2 separate regions of the Rattus norvegicus genome follow, and region 1 is linked to region 2. Evidence: chromatin contacts called from public Hi-C data. All regions are on one chromosome and are shown on one strand. Each heading gives the region's core, a stretch centred on a gene start, on an enhancer-like site or on the middle of the called end of the contact. The rest is flanking DNA. Distances are from core to core; before and after follow the strand shown. Region 1 holds the start of Cpne8 (copine 8). Region 2 has its middle 33 kb from the start of Alg10.

Region 1 (3,124 bases), core at 424-2,923, 420 kb after region 2:
CGCAAGGGCTTGGGTCTGCTGTCATGAACACCACTGTAACTTTCACAGTCTGAGGTCAATCATATGTTGTCTAAGGGCTTTCCCCTACCAAAGGACATGGCCACTTGCGGGATGGATGCCAAACATGCATTTCCAAGAAACTTTAGTTTCAGGGCAGTGATTTTTCAACCTGTGGGTGGGCGACTCCTTTGCCAATCAAATAACCCTTTCGCAGGGGTCACCTACGACCATCAGGAAACACAGATGTTTATATTACTCTTTGTACCAGTAGCAAAAACACAGCTATTAAGCAGCAACAAGTATAATTTTAAGGTGGGGGCGGGGGAGGGGGTAGTGTCACAACATGGGGAACTGTATTAAATGGTCGAAGCATTAGCTGAGAACCAATGTTTAGAGGCTGAGGGGGTTAAACTTCAGGCTTTGTTTACAACAAAAATCACCCATGCTTTTTTAGAGTTACAAGGATCTTTCCTACAGAAAGACTGAGAACATTTGAGGGCATTTAAAAACACGGGAGCATAGAGTATGAGTGGGGTTTTTCAGTGAGAACGGTGGAAAGAAGTGTTCTAACGCGAAGTGGGCACCTGGGTACATGGAATGTAGTATCCTTAATAGAGCCGACCATCTAATTCCCCAAAACTGGGCCAGCACGGCTATTCTACCTGACTTACAGAGGATCTGGCCCAGTGAGCGTCAGGAAAGGGGAGTCTGAAATTGGCAGTCCTTGAGAGTTGCTGGAAGCATTCTAATGTTTGTCTACCGGCGGGCAGAAAATCAGTCGTGACTTCTCAATTCTTAGGTAAGCGTCTGCCAGAAAGACTGAACCTGGAACCGCTACCGGCCTAGGGCAAACGTCCCGGAAGGGTGTAGGGTAAGGGAGCTAGACGGTTCCAGGAAGTGGGTGGGGAGGAGGAAACTGTGGAACTGGAGCAGAGCCCACCGCCAGGCTTCCCAGACGCCCAGCGGAGGGAGTCCCGGGCCAAAGTGCGTAGCATCACACACGCTTTTGGCAGGGCTGACCCTTCTGTTCCCGTCATCACTGAACCTCTGGCCCTGATTGCGGTCGTTTAAAGTAAATAAATAATTTTTAAAAGGTTGCAAAGTGGGCGGCGGCTAGGGTTTCTGTAGCTGAGTCACAGCTTTGCCAACTTTCACAACGTTTCCCAGAGAGAAAGCAAAAAGACGCAGTCCCAAAGCCCACCACTCTCGTCCCCAACTCTGTGTCATTTGACCCGGGGTGGAGGTTGGGAGGGGGTGGGGTAACGTCAGTCAGTACCACAAGGAGGGTATCCCCACTCAGCAAGCAACTTCTCACCAGTGGTACTGGGAGCGCCAGTCAAGTGCCACCAAGCCCGGATAGAAGGAAGAAAAAAAAAAAAAAAAAAAAAAAAAAGAGCCGCGTCCTCACCTGCAGGACACCGACACCTCCACGCGTGTGGCAGGGATGGCCGCACTCAGCTGGTTCAAGTCCCCGATGCCCGTGGCGCTGGTGTAGCGGCTGTCCATCTCGAGCGGAGGCGCAGAGCACTTGTCCCGAGCCCACATCCAAGCTGCGGCGGGCTGAGCGCTGCTCGGAGCCGAGCTCCGCACCGACGGGAAGGGGTGAGGGTGGAGGCAGAGGAAGGAGGCGGAGGCGGCGCGGGAAGGGGAGGGAAGAGGCGGACCTCGTCGCGAATCCCGCGACCGAGTCAGTCCTGGCCAAACCGCCACGGTCTCCCAAGTGGCTCTCCCGGCTGCTCCCTCTCCGGGGCAGCCCTCGGGCTATGACTGGGTTTGCAGCTCCGAGGCTCTGGGCGTAGGGCGCAGCGACCGTAGGTGACCCGTACAGACCCCGCGCCGTCTAGTGGGAGAGCCCGGGGCGCTGGCGATTGACCCCGATCCCCGCTGATAGGTCTCCCACTTCGGGCCAAAGGACTAATGGGGTGGTGGGGCAAGAGATGCCACCAGCCTTTGGCTCCAGGGGCAGAGGGGCGTGCCAATATTTGGGGCCAGCTCGGGCGGAGTAGACGCTGTTGGGACAATCGCTGCGTTATAAGAGAGGAGGCTTCAAAGCGTCAGCCATCTCCTGCAACTTGAGACTTTTAGGCGAGGGTCCCCTTAAGGCAAGATCGGTGCCTCGTAACGCACTTTCCAAAAGGGGGGGATTTCTGAGGCCCGGGAGGTCGTAACCTTATAATCTAGCTCCTTCTCCCCAGGTCTGCTCCTCAAGTCCTGAAAGCTGGGCAGCCTAAAGCGTATGCGCAGCTCGGGTGACCGCGGAGTTTGGCAAGCAGATCCCGGGCGGCGCGACTGGGAGTGGGCAAGGCACGGGGCGCCGCAGCAGCCTGCTGGGCAACCCCCACTTTCCTGCGCACACCTGACCCAAGGCGTCACTGCGGGTCCTTTGGCGATGGCCGCCAGGGGGCGATGGAGAGCGGAGCGCCTAGCCTCGGGAGGGAGCGTTGCTGACTTTAGTCCTAGCTCACCTGGAGAATCAAGGACTTATTACTGGTCTCTCAGGTGACATTTTAACACTTGGAGCCACCCCCTTAAAGAATCTGTGTTGCTGCAGGGGGAAAAGAGTGTAGATGCTTGTCGCTCTAAACATTTGAATCACTTTGGTCTTGTTTTCTTTCCCTGGTCGCCCCGTCCTCCACTCATCACCCCTCAAATCCACCAATTCTGATTTTCTTTCTCTTTCCTCTGTCACAAATTAAACTGCAGTTGATGACTAGAATGTTCCCTCAAACTCTCTTATTGATGCCTGAAATGGACAAGATCTAGAGGGGTTTTTTTTGTTTGTTTGTTTTGGTTTGGTTTTTTGTTTTTTGTTTTTTGTTTTTTTTTTTTTAGTTAACTAGAATTTTTATTTTGCAGGCACCTGCTGAAGTTCTAAATAAAAGGTAAGGACGTTAGTGTTCCACCCAAAGGACTCCTCCTAATTTTCCACCTTATCGAGGCCCATATCTGTACGTATCTTAATGCGTTTATTTACATGGACAACAGCATGCAGGTATTTAAAGTGTGTCCTCAGTATCCACCTGCTAAGCCACATCAAAATAATAAACCATTCCCTCGCCCAAAAAGCTTCTTGTGTCTCTTGTAATCAACCCCTACTTTCACCATTAAAACAACACTTCGATTT
Region 2 (2,941 bases), core at 276-2,775:
AGTAAGAGCGTTTGATAGCTGCTCCCTAGCAGGCTGCACAATAATTTCTGGCTCTGGAACACAAGCCATTGGTAGCCATTGGTGTTAAAAAACTGAACACCATCCTACGCTAACACCGGCACCGTCAGGCCACATGGCATCTGTGGGGTATTTTCATCTCAGTCAGCCAGGATGCAAATATTTGTCAAAAGTGTCAAAGCATACACTGGGGTTGGGAGGGTATTCACCTAATTATATTGGCAAAATTAGTTACCCTGTAGAAGAATGAAGATTAAAAACCCATATCCCTGTCTCATCAATTCAAAGCGGACCAAAGGCCTTAATTTCAAACCTGAAGCATTGAAACTGGTAGAAGATAACATGAGGGAGCGACTTCGGGATGCAAGTGTGTGAGAGAACTTGTCTTTGGGATGCAGGTGAGCACCAGAACTTTCTAGACAACTGAGGTAGCTCAAGAAGGAGCACACTGAACTATGTGAAACTGAAAGGTTTACGCACAGCAAAGGAAAATGCAGGAGAGGAAACAGACAGCCTACACATGGAGAAAACGCTTGCCAGGAATCCTCCAGACAGAGGATTAATATCTAGAGAATATATTTTTAAACCACAAAAAAATTAATATCCCCCAGCTAGTCCATCAAAGAATGAAATGAATAGGTAGTTATTACAAGAAGAAATACAAATGATTGATAAATACATTAAAAGATGGTCTCCAGCCTTGTCCACCGGTGAAATGCCAACCAAAATGAAATGAGTGCACCCCGCCTTAACCAGGATGGCTATGAAGAAAAGATAAGAGCAACCATGGAAAAAGAAGTGGGGATAGAGGATCCCTCATGCATAGCCCAGGGAGGTTTATTAGCCACCATGGAAATCTGTGTAGCATTTTCTCAGAAAATGAACATTGTAACTACTATGTGACCACTGTCTGGGCCTGCAGCCAGAGGGTGCTGAGTCCCACCACAGAGACTGTGTTGTTCACAAGAAATCTCAATCAGCCTCCATATACATACGGATAATGGAAATGCGCTACATTTCTCTCTCTCTCTCTCTCTCTCTCTCACACACACACACACACACACACACACACACACACACACACACACACACAACGGGGTTTTATTTAGCCACATACGAAATTCTGAATCATCAGTGAAATGGATGGAACTGAAAAATGCGAGTGGGGAAACTCAGTCTCAGAAGGACGAACACCACACGTTCTTTCAAACATTTTGTTTTAGCTTCTTATACTTCGTATGCATAACTTTGTGGACATGAGAAAGGTGTGCGCCAGGAAATAAGAAATAGGTTCACGACGGGTGGTGGTGGGGATTACTTTCAGCAGAAAACATTTTATTTAGCAAATGTTATCTACCGACATTTAGGTGAGCATTTCCAAAGAGTGAACGTAAAGTTGTAATAATGCACTCTGGCCACTAGGTGGCAGTACATATCAAGGTTCTGCTCTCTCCATGGTCAGAGCCGGGCACTCTACCCTCAGTAATTCCCAGCTATCCCAGCGTTTTAGCTGTCACCTACCTAGTGAAAGCCCGCGGAAGCGTTCCACTTACTAGTCTCTTAAACACAGTGCCTCACATTCAAACCATGTCCAGAAGGGAAAGAATATTTGTTCCTAAGAAAACACCTCTACAATGATGCTATTCACTTAATAATGCCTCCCGGCGAAGGAGGGTGGCAGCAGCGGTGCGGATATGACCATATAGCCATATTTGTATGACAAGTCATTTCACACCATGATTTATGTGTGAAAACGCCACAGTGAAACCCATTTTTGTGTGCTAGCTAAATTAAAAAAAATAACGGCATGTTAATTTCTGCCAGCAGTCTACATGAAACATACATTTATATCTTTTCTCGTCCTGGTTTAAGTGTTAGAAATATTTGGAGAGGATTGTATATGTGAAACACATGGAGTTCCCGTTCAAACGGATGAGGAGAGTCCGGTGCTCTTTATGTCATGACTAAAGAGCTGGCTTTCACTCGTATCTTCTAACTGTATTCTACGTATTATAAAAAGGTAAAATGCATGCGTTTGACTGAACAGGTTTTCTTCACCAAGTAAAAAGAGTAAGATAGTGAAATGGTGATCCAGACAGTGAGGCCTGGATCCAGGATAGTTGTGAAATTTCATAAAAGAGCATACATGCATGACTAAGAGGGAGAAGCAGGAGTCAACCTACTGATCAATTAAAGGGAATGCAAATTCAGCTCACGGAGACAAGCCACTTCAATTAACAGAACATGGAGTCACCTGTGCGCTTGCATGCTGCCAAAAGGCCAGTTGCCTCGGAAAACTGATTTCCATTAACTCCTAAGTGGTGGACCCAGCCCAAGGTAATGTGTGGTAGGAGTTAGTGTCTGTTTGGCAAAGGGTCCAAGCACCAAGCTTCATAGCAGCATTCTCGACGTTTCTACAGTGAACTGGAACCAATCCGTATAGCCTCATGGGGGTAAGAAATAAATAAATTATAGTGCAGCTACCCAGTGTAATATTAAATAGTATTGAGGACAATGTGGGCTCAGGGAACATTGTAGAAGTGGGGCAAGAGGTTGTAAGAGTTAGAGGATCAGGGAATCTGCTGAGAGATTCAGTGTCCTAGAAATGACAGGAAGATTTACCTATGAGATTATAGCCGTGATCAAACAAGAATGAGACCGAACAAGGAAACACCTACGGAAGAGCTAACATAGAAGGAGAGAATCTCACGGGATTCCACCCCTTGAGAAAGAACCACAGGCAACTAAAGAATGCTGAGAGCAGGAGAATTAGTTCTCATCGAGGATGGACCCTTAATTCAGTACCCGATACCAAGCAGATAGCCCGGAAATCGCATATGTATCTGGTACTAACAGAATCCTTCTCTTTTTCAACCAATGCCCTCCCTGTAAGTGGAGCTATCGTTCAAGGCTAACCTGCGAC

What was found. Hi-C and Micro-C count contacts between places; a contact is called where the count stands out from the background.
Region 1: a contact with region 2 is called in a Hi-C map of Schwann cells, with 8 times the contacts expected there. The contact joins the promoter of Cpne8 here to the enhancer-like site in region 2. A contact is called at or near these places in 4 of 12 Hi-C or Micro-C datasets (Schwann cells, frontal cortex, hepatocytes and 1 more).

What each region holds. Positions count from the first base shown.
Region 1 is chr7:123,667,387-123,670,510 of GRCr8, forward strand. It overlaps Cpne8 (copine 8), which reads right to left and starts at 1,674. Exons shown (of 20, transcript NM_001108750.1): 1 at 1,409-1,674. The coding sequence starts at 1,545. It overlaps LOC134479767 (a long non-coding RNA gene), which reads left to right and starts at 1,468. Exons shown (of 2, transcript XR_010053469.1): 1 at 1,468-1,602; 2 at 2,196-2,713.
Region 2 is chr7:123,246,051-123,248,991 of GRCr8, forward strand. No RefSeq gene overlaps it. Among named protein-coding and RNA genes, the nearest start is that of Alg10, 33 kb to the left of the region's middle. Within about 2 kb of position 1,526, at least 21 of the 93 cell types and tissues checked have an H3K27ac peak or open chromatin away from gene starts, as enhancers often do. A contact at or near this core is called in Schwann cells, where this site is marked.